Regions from separate parts of the Mus musculus genome. Here all the other regions are linked to region 1. The links are chromatin contacts, called in public Hi-C and promoter capture Hi-C maps. All regions are on one chromosome and are shown on one strand. The core of a region is the stretch at or near the end of the contact, and the rest is flanking DNA. Distances in the headings are between cores, read along the strand shown.

Region 1 (4,163 bases), core at 432-2,931:
AAAAAAAAAAACAAAAATATAGGACTTAAAAGTTAAATTTTAATTTCAGATGAATAATGAGTAACTTTCGAGATTTATATTTATTGTTTTTAGGTGTGTGTGCGGGCACCTACAGAGATCAAAGGCACTGATCTTCTGGTCCTGTCAAGAAGGCAGCAGCGAGGGGCGTGGTGGCGCACACCTTTAATCCCAGCGCTCGGGAGGCAGAGGCAGGCGGATTTCTGAGTTCGAGGCCAGCCTGGTCTACAAAGTGAGCTCCAGGACAGCCAGGGCTACACAGAGAAACCCTGTCTCGAAAAACCAAAAAAAAAAAAAAAAAAAAAGAAGGCAGCAGCAAACAACATGGGTGCTTGGAACCAAACTCTGTGCTCTTACCCACCCAACCATCTCACCACCCTCAACAAGTAACTATTTTGTTGTTGTTTTTGTTTTATTTTACCACCTTTTGAGACAGGGCTTCTCTGCATGTCCTAGAACTTGCTCTATAGACCAGGCTGGCCTCAACCCCTAAGAGATCCACCTGCCTCTGCTGCCCAAGTGCTGGGATTAAAGGTGTGTGCCACTACTGCCCGGCCCCAACAAGTAACTTGTAAGAGCAATATTTGGGTTGGACTTAAAATTCCCTTTCATACTAAAAAATCACTCATGATTTGCTTGAAATTCAAATTTAACTGGGCATTCTGGTAGTCTTATTTTGAGACAGAACCTTGCTAGGTAGTCCTGATCATGAAAACTCCCTGTCTCATCCTCCAAGTGCAGGAAACCAAGCTTAAGCCATCCTGCATTTAGGTGGCAGTGCTAGCCAATCTCCAAATGAAAACATGGGCCTAGTGACTCAAGTTTTTAATCCTACATACTCATTCCAAGTTCAAGGCCAACCTGTGCATCTTCTCAAATAGCGACTTCAAAGCCAGTCTGAGCTACAGTGTCAAAGCTCCATCTAAAACAATAATGATGACAAATAATAAATGCAATCCAGGTGTGTGATGAGGCTCATTGGTAGAGCACGTTCCCAGCGTTCACAATGCTCTGGATTCAATTCCCAGAAAACACAAAACAAAGTCCTCTTGTAGCCCTGAAAAAAAATATGTTCTCAGCTTTCTATTTATTTTCTTGTCCTCAGTTTCTAATCTAACTCTTAATAGGTACTCATCCCAAGTATAAACCTGATAAAACCTAGTTCATCCTGCTTATCACGGCCTCTTAATTTGCTGTGTGACTACAGCGGATCCCCTAAAGTCCTTCCGACTCATTATGAGACAAGGACTATTTTCCAAGAATGCGGTTGTGAGGTTTACATGCGATAAAGTACAGAGAAAAGAAAAACTTGGAGGCGAGTGGAGGGGGCAGTTGGCCTCTGCTTTATGGGAGACCTGAAATTCAGGGAAGGGAACAGGAGTTCCCGGGCCTGCGTTCCTGGGCCGGGATGACTCAGGGAGTCGTCTGCCAGAGTCCCGCGGGCCCCGAAGCCACATCTCGCCCGGCGACCCAGTCCCCAGCCCAGGCCCTCGGGTTTCGGCGCCACGCGCACCAACAACCCAGACGCGCCCCCCAGCCACGTCCGAAGCTCCTCACCAAACCATAGTGCTCTCCAACACCATCTTGCCTCCTTCCCTCTGCGGACCGGCTCCGGGACTGACAAACAACAGCACCTCCGATTGGCCTGGTGCTCATCACCAATCAAAGAACTCAGTCTTCATGCTGCCCCGCCTCCGCGCCCCGCGGTGTGTTCTGGGACTTGTAGGCGCCACAGAAATGGAAAGGTTGGTTATCCAATAGAGTTGGCTACCTTCGCAGCAGCTTCCGGAACAGCTGTAAGCTCTCTGCACTCGCCTGGCAGCAACACTCCAGTGTGAGGCAGGAGAGCTGTAATTTACCCCCTCTTCTGCTCTCTTTCTTTTGTATATTTGGGTTTTTGATTTGTTTTTGTTGTTACGGTTTGAAAAAGGATGACAGCAATTCGCTGTGGAGCTCAGGCTAATAAACTCTATTGCTTCACCTCCCAGTGCTGTTTACAAGGGGCACACTCATGCTAAGATCTGAACTGCAATTTCCAGGCCAACGTGGGCAACATAGCTACTACGTAGTGACACTGCCTCGAACACATAACAGACACTCATGAGTGCATACACTACTGTGGATATGTCAGTCCAAGCATAATCACTTAAAAAGTGTGTCAGCATCGTTAACCACATTTTAACTTCCTGTTTCCCATTGCACTGTGTTTATGCAACTGCTACAAACACTTGTATCCTCAAATTCGATTTACCTATCTACTGCCTACCAAAAAAAAAAAAAAAAAAAATCTATGCAATTCCTAACTCCAGTATTGAGTCTGACAGGATGAAGGAATCCAGAAAAGTTTTGACCAATTAAAAAAAAAAAAACAAACCAAAAAAAATTTTTAAGCGTTTGTGTGTGTATTCAGGCCCTGCAGAGGCTGGAAGAGAATATCAAATCCGGAACTGGAGTTCCAGGCAGCTGTGAGCTGCCTGTCTTGAGTTCTGGGAACCGAACTCTGGTCCTCTAGGAAGAGCAGTAAGCGCTCTCTCATAAGCACTGAGTCATTTCCCCAGCCCGCAGTAAACACCATGTAATCACCCAAGGAACGAAGGATAGCCAGCAAGTTATTTTGGTTTGTTAATTAACCTTTAACACCAACCCTTGGGAAGCAGAGGCAGGCATCTGTGGGTTTTAGACCAGCCTGATCTATATAATGAGTTCCAGGGCAGCCAGGGTTATACACAATAAGACCTTTTCTGGGGGTCAAAGAAAAGAAGACCTGTTGGCACTTGCCTGCGATCCCACCTATATAATGGAATGATTACAAATTCATGGTCATCTTGGAAATTTAGTGAGAGAATTCTCAAAAATAAAAAGGGAGAAGGGCTTAAAAGATGTCTCATAGTTAAGAGTCCATCCTGTTTTAGTAGAGGAGTAGCATTCTGTTCCCACCATCCATATGGGGTGGCTAACAGCTGCTTACAATTCCAGCCCCAGGGGACTTGATGACTCCTTCCGGCCTCTGTGGTTATTCAAGTAAACACACACACACACACACACACACACACACACACACACACACCTACACACACCTACACATACACACAGCGAGAAAGAGAGAGAGAAACATATATACACACAGAGAGAACATACACAATACACACAGACACCTTAAAAAATAAGAACTTAAAAATGAACGAGTACCTGAGGAGGGCCTCAGTGGTCAGTGCTTGCTGAGCACAGCCAAGGCCCCAATTTCAACCCTTAGTAAAAATAAACAAACCCCAACACTACCAAAAAAAACCCCACAAAGTTCTGCCAGGCAATGGTGGTGAAGGCCTTTAATCCCAGTACTCAGAGGCAGAGGCAGGCCGATCTCTGAATTTGCTGCCAGCCTGGTCTACAGAGTGAGTCCAAGACAGCCAAGGCTACACAGAAAAACCCTGTCTCCAAAACCAAGACAACAACCACAAAATTCAAAATGCTTTGATTAATTAGTACCCCACAACCCAGGAAATACAATAGGAAATCCTGGTCCTGGTTTCTAGTTCTTGCAAATGCTTTATAGATTTTAATAAAGTATGCTTTAGCTAAACTTACTTATTTGTTCTGCTTTTAGGAGTACAGTTTTTCTGTCTTTAAAGGCTTTGCTTATTTTATAATTTTACATGTATGTGTATTTTCCTTCTTGTATGTACGTGTACCACATGCATGCAGTGTCTGCAGAGGTCCAGAGGGAATCAGAGTCTCTGAGACTGGAGTTACAGACCCTTGTGAACAGCCACATGGATGCTGGGACAGAACCTGGGTTCTCTGCAAGAGCAACAGGTGCTCTTAATCTTGAGCCAATTCTCAAGAAATATTTATGGGGGTGGGTATGGGGGACTTTTGGTATAGCATTGGAAATGTAAATGAGCTAAATTCCTAATAAAAAATGGAAAAAAAAAGAAATATTTATTTATTCCTCAGACCAGAAGAGGGCATCAGATCCTGTTATGGATAGTTGTGAGCCACCATGTGATTGCTGGGATCTGAACTCAGGACCTTCAGAAGAGCAGTCAGTGTTCCTAACCAGTAAGCCATCTCCCCAGCCCTTAATAACTTTTAATTTTCTTTAATTATCTGTATTGGCTGTGTGAGAGTATGAACATGTGGGTCCA
Region 2 (4,163 bases), core at 570-3,069, 1.6 Mb after region 1:
TCCTGTATCTTTGCCCCTCCTGAAGAACCCTTGCTTTCCCTGTGTGCCCTGCAGCGTGGCCTAGCATCCCCTCGCACAGTCTGCTTTCTCTTCATGACTATCTCGCCCCATTCTGCAGGCCTTGCTTCTCCATGCCTGGCTCCTTGTTCACACCCTGCTCCCATCCGCTTTTCAGGATGTCTTCTTCACTGTTCTTGGGGTTCCCAAAGCAGCTCCCAATCTCACTTCTGTTGCTGCCTTCCACGCTCTCCACTTCTCAGTTTCCTGCTTTTTATTCCCTCCCTGTGCCCCCCACACACACATATACCACTCCAGATTGTCTTGTTTACCCCAGGGGTAGGTCATGGGCTCAAAGTTGCTCTTCTGTGTGTCTGAGCTTATGAACAACCCCCCACAGGTAGAAGTGGGGAGCAAGCCTAAGTCAGTCCTCTTACCACTTGTCAAATAAATGTGTTCAGAAGTCTGTTTTGTCACTGCTGCCTGAAAGTGTGGGTTGGGGGGGGGGGTGAAGAGAGAGGGCATGGGAGGGTGAGACTTACAGTCACAACTACTCAGGGAGCCAATCTAGAGGCTGCAGCTACTTTCTTTCCAGGAGACCAACTGACCAGTAGTGGTTGTAGAAGAAAAGGCAAATGGGCCCTGTGTTCTGAGGTTTTAAGGCATTTGGTGGGCCTCCCCCCAGCCTCCCCATGCCTGACTTTTAATGATTTAAGATTCTTACTGCCCCTCTTCTCCATAAGCAGATGCTACTTCCTACATCTTGACCACACAGGTTTTGTTGTTGTTTTAAATACAGGGTTTAATTTCATTTCACCAGGTGTGCCTTTATTCATTTTCTTCTAACCTCCATAGTCCCAGGTCTCTTAGCCAACCCTAGGAGAGGGGGTGGGGCTAGTAACTTCACCTAAGGGGAAAAGGAATGGTCAGTCAACAAAAGGGTGTCGCAGCTTGTGTGCATGGATGTCTGCTGGGAACAACTGTTGGAACCCAGACTTACCTGGATCAAGCACCCTTTCCATCTATGTCCTGAATTTCTCTGTTTGATAGGTTTCTGAGTGTATTCTAGCTCACTCTTTCTGTACAGTGATAAACACATTCTACGTTCTCTGACTCCCTTAGTGAGTAGCTGAAGTCAGAAAACCATTCCTGAATGTAAATAGTGAAAAAAGGAAAATATTTGGATTAAAACACTTAATGTCTGAATCTCCCTTGCCATCCAGCCATTTCATGTATCTAATCTTCCTGAGCATCACTTTTCTTGTTTGTAAAATAAAACCTGGTTTGTACTTGGCAGCTATTAAATAAGGCAGTGCACTCAAGTATATGACATAGCATATTCTCACTAAAGTCAGCACTATACTCAGTTTTCACTCCACCACCAATTGTGTATGAACTTAAAGATGAGTCACATCACTTCTCTGAACCGCATCTACATCTAGAAAGTAAAGTGATCAGACAAATGGTCCTTAAGAAACCTCTCCAGCTACAGTTCTATCCAGCCTTGCATCCAGGCCTATTTTCCCTTCAAGCCCCGCCCCAGGGGTCTGGCCGGATTTCTATCGCTTACCACAGGATTCCCAAAGATGCTCCGAAGCTCTCTCTCTTAGACGATTTAGCCTTTTCTTTATTCAATTGGTTCCCGTGCCTCCGCCTTCCTCAATCATTTGCCTAAGGTGGCTCAGGAGCCCACCCCTTTCCTCCCTCTCCACCAGTGATTGGCATGGCATCTGGTTCGTCCCGCCCGCTCTTGACTGACAGCTGGATCCCGGCACCGCCCTCAATCCCCTGGCTCTTGCTCACTGGGGTAGCTGGGACCGTTAGCTCGCCAGGCTGGCAGGCTCCGGGGCCCAGCTCCGCCGGCCACCGGGATGGAGACGATGCGAGCACAGCGGCTGCAGCCCGGTGTAGGCGTCGGTGGGAGAGGCACTTTGCGAGCGCTGCGGCCAGGGGTGACCGGGGCCCCGACTAGCGCCGCCACACCCCCCGTGGGCCCGCCGCCCGCCCCGCCGCCCCCCGCCCCGCCCCCGCCTCCGCTGCTTCTGGCTGGGGCCCCCGGGCTGCCCCTGCCCCCCGGCGCCGCGGGTAGCCCTGCGGTGCTGCGCGAGGCTGTGGAGGCGGTGGTGAGGAGCTTCGCCAAGCACACGCAGGGCTACGGTCGAGGTAAGTGTCGGGAACTGGCCTCCTGCGGGACACCCTCTAGTCAAGAGCCTGGCTCCCACAGCTCCCACTGTCCTCACAGTGGCTCCGCTTGGCGTCCAGCCTTCGCATGCATTTCCTTTTGGGGAGTTTCCTTCTGGACACACACACAAGCGCGCACGCGCGCGTGTACACACACACACACACACACACACACACACACACACACGAGTTATTAATGCATTCTTCAGGGACTCCTGTTTTCAGATGCAATTCTCTTTTCTTCCCAACTTTTTCTCTGTCAGCAGGCTTAAGATTTTAATGTCCTTCTCCCTTTAAGAACCCGCCCCTATTGTGTGGGATCCTCTCCTTTATCTCAGACCCAGGGCATTTCTCATCCTTACCCTTCTCTGTCTTCTCTCTCTGATCTCAGCAATTCCTGTACTCCCATCTCCTGAGCCCTTGTACTTCATCTTCTGAATCTCGACTTTTTAGTTCTTCACATACTTAACTTACCCACCCCACCTCCCACCATGAAATTTCCACCATGACTTCAGATCTGCTGGAGAATTATTAGGTAGTGCTTTCAAAAGTCACTCACAATAATTGTTCCTTTGAATCTGAACCCACACCATTGAGGCCGTGCCAGCTTCCTGTGACTTGGTGCCTCGCTTTAGTGTCTTAGTTTGGAGCCTCACAACTCGGGCCTCTGTCTGTCTGGCGCTGTATTCCTGGCCCTTGCCCAGGAACTGAGGATAAATCTCAGGCCCTGGCTCACTCAATGCTAAATTCTGTGGAAACAAGCCAGGCAACAACCTTATTTTGCTTAGAAATTGCCGGCTTAAAGATGCCTAATTTCTGGGAAGAGGGATGTGAGAATTTTCTTTGTTGTTTTTGTTTAGGCAACGTTAACCAATTTCCTGTCAGAATCCTGGTTCCAAATTCATAGTTTAAACGACAAGGAACACACAGTGAAGGGTGTATGACTCAGACTTTAAGTCTGGAATTTCCAACACATCCCTTCTGTTTCCTTGATCAGGTCCTCCTGGGTCTAAAAGTGACTGCCTCCTTGCTGTTTTCTAGGAGAAAAGTTGCACAGCTCACCCCACCCTCTTTCTTTCTTTCCAGACTGTTGGTTGACCTCCTTCCGCCCCACTCTTTGCTTCCTTTTGGAAGCTTCAGTGAAAAGAGCAGACAGGCTTCGGAGGCCTGTCAGTCCCGGCTCTGTCTTTGGGCAAAGGGTCTCATAACTTCACTGAGCAGCAGTTTCTTCAAGGATTGTGCACATTGATGACAGATTGGGCACTTAAAATGATTGCTAGCCCCGATTTTCTGGTCATCTCTTCCTTGAGACCATGTTTCACTTTCTTCTACTCTTAAATGTTTGTGTCTTTGTGAACAGGAAGATTTCAGTGAAGTTGAACGTTCAGATCCACTCTGCTGCACGCCTGATGGCTCATTTATTCTCCCCTTCTCTTTGCTCTCTAACCAGTTTGAATTGCAGCCAGGCTAGGATTCTGTAGGGTGCTGGGCTACAAATGGATGCACTTCTGAAGCTACTGAGTCAACAGAGTTACTTTCCAGGTCGGTTAGAGTAAACAAGGTTTAACATGGCTACACCATAAATATGTCCGGCTCTTTTTTATCTCATTCTGAGGGAAGCATTTTGCCTCGGGTGTAGTAGTAACCAGAACTAGCTACCCTATGTCTAAAGAGTTCCTCTTGGAAACTTACAGGCACTTATCGACATGATAGAGAAATGTACTCTTCCCTCACCCATGTTTCTATGCCCCGAAGAACCTCTAATCTGGCTTCTAAACCGAGTGTCTGGAAAACCTTTTTAGTTTCCTAAGAAAGGACGAAGGAACAAAGGGATTGTGCTGACGAGAACAATCAGGCTTCAGAGTCTGTGGTGCATCTCCCCTTCAGTCTCCCCACCTCCCACCATCGTCTTATTATTCTTGAGTTTCTCATTTCCAGTCTGGGTGTCCAGCCAGGGCTGTAGGAGAATTTGGCTCTCTGCTGAT
Region 3 (4,163 bases), core at 861-3,360, 1.1 Mb after region 1:
CTGCTGGGGTTTTCTTTGATGATTTTTCCATACTATTCTACCTGGTTGGGGGTGGGGGGGGGGAGACTCCGCTGTACTCAGGCTGCTGTGACTATTTACTATCAGATGGTAGCTTTCGGAGCATCGGACACTGTGACAGTGTCTGCACACTGAAAGAGAAGCCGCTCCTAGATAGGCAAAGAAACGGACAGCATAGGAATGGGAAGGGAGTCACTTAATGGATTAGGGACTGGCTGAGCTGGGACCAGAACCCAGGTGGCCTGGCTTCCAGCCCAGCTGACCACACTGCTACCCACACAGACAGAGCTGGCCAAGACAAGTAGCCCATTGAGCAATTACACAAACAACAATGCCTGATGGATGGTCGGAGTAAGAAACAGGCACAGAGCAATGGCAACCCCATCACTTCCTGATCCCTAAATTTCCAGGCAGGCCTACAATGTGCGATCGCTTAAATGGCTTTGACCAGCAACTTGGCTCAACTTTTTAATCTGGACCACTTTTTGTGGTCATTGCCACAAAACAAAAACAAAAACAAAAACAAAAACAAAAACAAAACAACAACAACAACAAAACCAACCCCTCTGCCTTGTACTTAAGGTGGAGAGAGCCTTTGAGCTCCATACCTGGTCCTAAGGAGTGTGTGAAAGTGTGTTAAACATAGTTAATCGATGAGTGTGAAAGCAGCTCTCAGTTTTGCAGAGTTCTGCCTTCCCACATCAGACTTAGCCAGCAGGGGCTAGTATGATCTACGGAATTCAGTGAGACCAAATCCTACCCTCTTCTCAAATTTGTCACAAAATAGTAGTTGCAATCGGTACTCCCTGGATCTTCTAAGCTCTGGCTTGCTAAGTTGCATTGTAAGTTGTGGTATCTTCCAAAGGCACCAGCTACTTTGCTTGGCTGAGACATGTATACGTGGCCTTAGGTTCAGCCCTAAACTTTCAACTCTAAACTTAAGGGTATTTTTCCAGTGGGTTTCCTGTTTCAGGTGTCAGTTCCTAGTCTGGATAATTCTGTGCTCTATCCTTCCCCATTAGAAACCAAAATTCTCAGCGAATACTGAGGAAAATGAAGAGCCAACTGCATTATGCTTTTACATAAACCCAGTGAACATAATTTTGATAATAAACACTGCCTTGAATGTGTGGATTCTAGAGATCTGAGTTAAATTTTAGGATTCATTTGGTTAGAGTATAGCATAAGCTGGGCCCATTTTTGTGTTTTCAATAAAGTAGTTCTTCTGGAAGCAGTCCATATTCCTTTACAAACATGAAAGGCTGAGATGGCTTGTTTGTGTGCTCCTAGGCACAGCTCATTGTAACCTCCGTGACATATATGTTTGTTTTGCTTTATATAAAATATTTCAGTGAATTCTATTAATACTAAATTGTTAGATTGCTGATGCTTGGGATTTATGTCTTGTTGCGTTTTCTATTTCCAGTCTTCCAGAATACAGTGCTTTTACAACAGTAGGGCTTCAATAAGTAAAGGCATTGAGTTATGCTGTAATGTTGTAAAAACACATTGACAATGTGTTTTTACAACATTAACTAAAAAACTGACTGTGGCAGGGATGTTACTAAGGGAGTATTGTTATGCAAGTGAATATAGCAAAGGGTACGTTCACGTCAAGAGTGAAGGAACAAGGGGAATGCATAGCTGGGTGGGGCTGGTTTGTAAGAAGCGATGTTCAATTCAGTCTGGTTGGTCCAGGATTGCGTGGAGTAACTAGAATTTCAACCTTCTCAAGTATTTTTATCCTTCTCACCTTTCGAAAGCTACTCCGCCAGTCTCCATTTCTTCCCTTAGGGCTGGCGCCAACTGATGCGACCCCAAAGTCTTAACAGTCCATGCCGAGCTCCCAGCTCCCGCTCAAAAGTGCCTCCGCCCGGGGGCTCGGGGACGCGAGCCAAAAACGCGCGGGGTCACGCGCCGGGCAAGCGCCAAACCGGCCACAGCCCCAAAGCGGTCCCGAGGGCGGGGCTGCTGCGGGGAGGGGCGGGGCGGGACGGGGCGGGGCCGGCCGCGCCGGGCGGGAGGAGGCCCGGGGGCGGCTAGGGTGTCACCGCCAACCCGCTCCGGCCGGAAACGGGCGCTTGTTTCCGGCCGGACGGCCGAAAGCCACCGATCCTGAACCAGCCGCTGGAGTCGGAGTGGCGACCCGGTGTGGAGGAGCCGGCGGAAAGCCATTGGGAAGAGGCCAGCTCCGGTCAGTCCCGGCTTGGCTCCAGCTCTATCTCCTGTGGAGAGCAACAGCCGCGGTCGCAGTGTCCGCCTCCGCCTCCATCGTCGTCGGGGGAGGGGCCGCTTGGACCCCGGGGTCACTGCCGAGGAATGAGGCGAGGCGGCCGGGCCCCGCGCTCCGCCCCGGCCTAGAGCCTTGCCCCGAGAGTCGCGAGGGTAACGGAGACCCCAGCCCTGACACCCTCCCCATCTCCTCCCCGCTCCTCCCGCCTCTCCAGCGCCCCAACTCTGCGTCGTCGAGCTCCACTGCTCACTCTCTCTGACGAGACTTCACCTGAAGCCATCTCCCCCTGAGCACCCGCTCTCTGCTTGGTCCCCACCTTCCTCCTTCACGCCAATCTTTCACCTGCGTCCTGCGCTCTCAGCCCTGGCCGGCGGTTCCTGTCCCTTCCCCAGCTGTGCTGGGCAGTTTGGATAGTCCCCTCTTGTCAGCTAGACTTTGGGAGACGGATGGCGGAGTTTTAGGGTGGTCTAGATGCAGCCCCCCCCCCCCAAGTAGGATAAAGTTCTTTTAAAGTCACTATAAAAGTAAAAAAGAAAAGCCAAGTTTGTTCTTAACGATAGCCAAACTGAGGTGCGTCCAGTAATGGAGGAAGGGGGGTAGGGAGGGAGGAGAGAGAGAGGGAGAGGGGAGAGAGGAGAGAGGAGAGAGAGACTGTGGTGAGTGTAGGTGTAGAAATTCTAGGGCAGGCTTATGGACTTCAGAAAAAAAAAGTTTCTGTGCGCTGATGGAAACTTTAGAAGCTGATGATGAGTAAGCTGGGGGCTGTGTGATCGCACTCTTCTCATAATTACTAGGTTAACGGTGTGGCTCCTGTTGAGATGGAATGGGATTTGTTTACTGGGCCGGCGTATTTTTAGCCTGTCGGCTCACAAGGACCAGCCCTCAGAGTCTGTCTCTCTTCTCTGGTGATAGAGTGTCAGTCTAACATAGGTGTCTTTTCTGGGCACAAGACACATGTAAAAATGGGGAAGTTGAGAGAAGCGAACTGGTGAGATTTGATCTAAGAGGTTATTCCCCCTCCCCCAAATTTTTTTTTCCCCTTAGGGAATTTTCATGACTGCAAAGCCAATCGCTAACCCGCTTTGACTTTGGCTTTCTTTATCTTTTTGTGAATACTACATAGGGTGTTTTATTTAGAAGCTGGTAATTTGTGGGTCTTTGGCTTTTCCTACAATATACTTAGGTCTTTTAGGATGCTGGATCCCTTTGTGTCTCAAAACCTGTCAGGTGGATAAGAAAAATAAGGAGAAGTGGTGGTAAGAAGACTCCAAAGGAGTAGCTAATTTCTATTTTTTATTTTTTTCTATGTTGCATATCTAAAAAGACATTTAGGAAATGTGTTTCTTAGTCAATGAGATTCTGTTCCTGAGGGATGGAGAAGTCTGCCAGGGAGAATCAGACTTGTAGTTAAATGTTGGCAGTATATAACTTACATAGGAACACATTCTAGGTAAACAATGAGGAATTAATTATGTTCTTTACCCTCATTGTTTTTCAAGCAGGTCTTTTAAGTTTACTAACCTGCTGTGCTAGTCTATTGATATTTTGAAGGTTAAAGAGAATGTAAAATAAAAGAAATTGCTGTTCCTCCTGTACAGCACTGAATGCAGTCTGTTCTGACTTTACGTGAACTGGCATCTTTCGAGCACCTTTGTAATCCAGGCTGGTTTCTGTGTACTTAGAGATTGCACATGAACACAAATATTAGCTCATGCTAGGCATAATTGAGAAGGTAAATATGCTGAAGACACATATTCCAAAACAAAAATAGATTTTTCTTTTTCGATTTTTTTGCTCTCATTTTGGATTATCAGCACCTTTCTGCCAATCATTACCCATTAACGTGAATAATTTAGAACTAAATAGATGTCTGTTTTGGACATCATATGTTTAAGTGGGAAGTAAAGATGGT

What was found. Promoter capture Hi-C pulls out the DNA fragments that hold promoters and counts their contacts. A called contact is a pair of places that touch in the nucleus more often than the background predicts.
Region 2: a contact with region 1 is called in a promoter capture Hi-C map of pre-B cells. The contact joins the promoter of Lix1l here to the promoter of Psmd4 in region 1. A contact is called at or near these places in 2 of 39 promoter capture datasets (cranial neural crest and pre-B cells).
Region 3: a Hi-C map of B cells shows a contact between it and region 1, with 7 read pairs. The contact joins the promoter of Otud7b here to the promoter of Psmd4 in region 1. A contact is called at or near these places in 1 of 39 promoter capture datasets (liver) and 1 of 484 Hi-C or Micro-C datasets (B cells).

What each region holds. Positions count from the first base shown.
Region 1 is chr3:95,040,933-95,045,095 of GRCm38.p6, forward strand. Psmd4 (proteasome (prosome, macropain) 26S subunit, non-ATPase, 4) reads right to left here and starts at 1,682. Exons shown (of 10, transcript NM_008951.2): 1 at 1,576-1,682. The coding sequence starts at 1,601.
Region 2 is chr3:96,599,314-96,603,476 of GRCm38.p6, forward strand. It overlaps Lix1l (Lix1-like), which reads left to right and starts at 1,820. Exons shown (of 6, transcript NM_001163170.1): 1 at 1,820-2,160. The coding sequence starts at 1,869. Gm52628 (a long non-coding RNA gene) reads right to left here and starts at 1,786. Exons shown (of 2, transcript XR_003954672.1): 1 at 998-1,786; 2 at 269-904. Ankrd34a (ankyrin repeat domain 34A) reads left to right here. Exons shown (of 2, transcript NM_001024851.3): 2 at 1-465.
Region 3 is chr3:96,102,417-96,106,579 of GRCm38.p6, forward strand. It overlaps Otud7b (OTU domain containing 7B), which reads left to right and starts at 2,111. Exons shown (of 12, transcript NM_001025614.1): 1 at 2,111-2,403. Gm30044 (a long non-coding RNA gene) reads right to left here and starts at 1,940. Exons shown (of 2, transcript XR_375856.2): 1 at 1,772-1,940.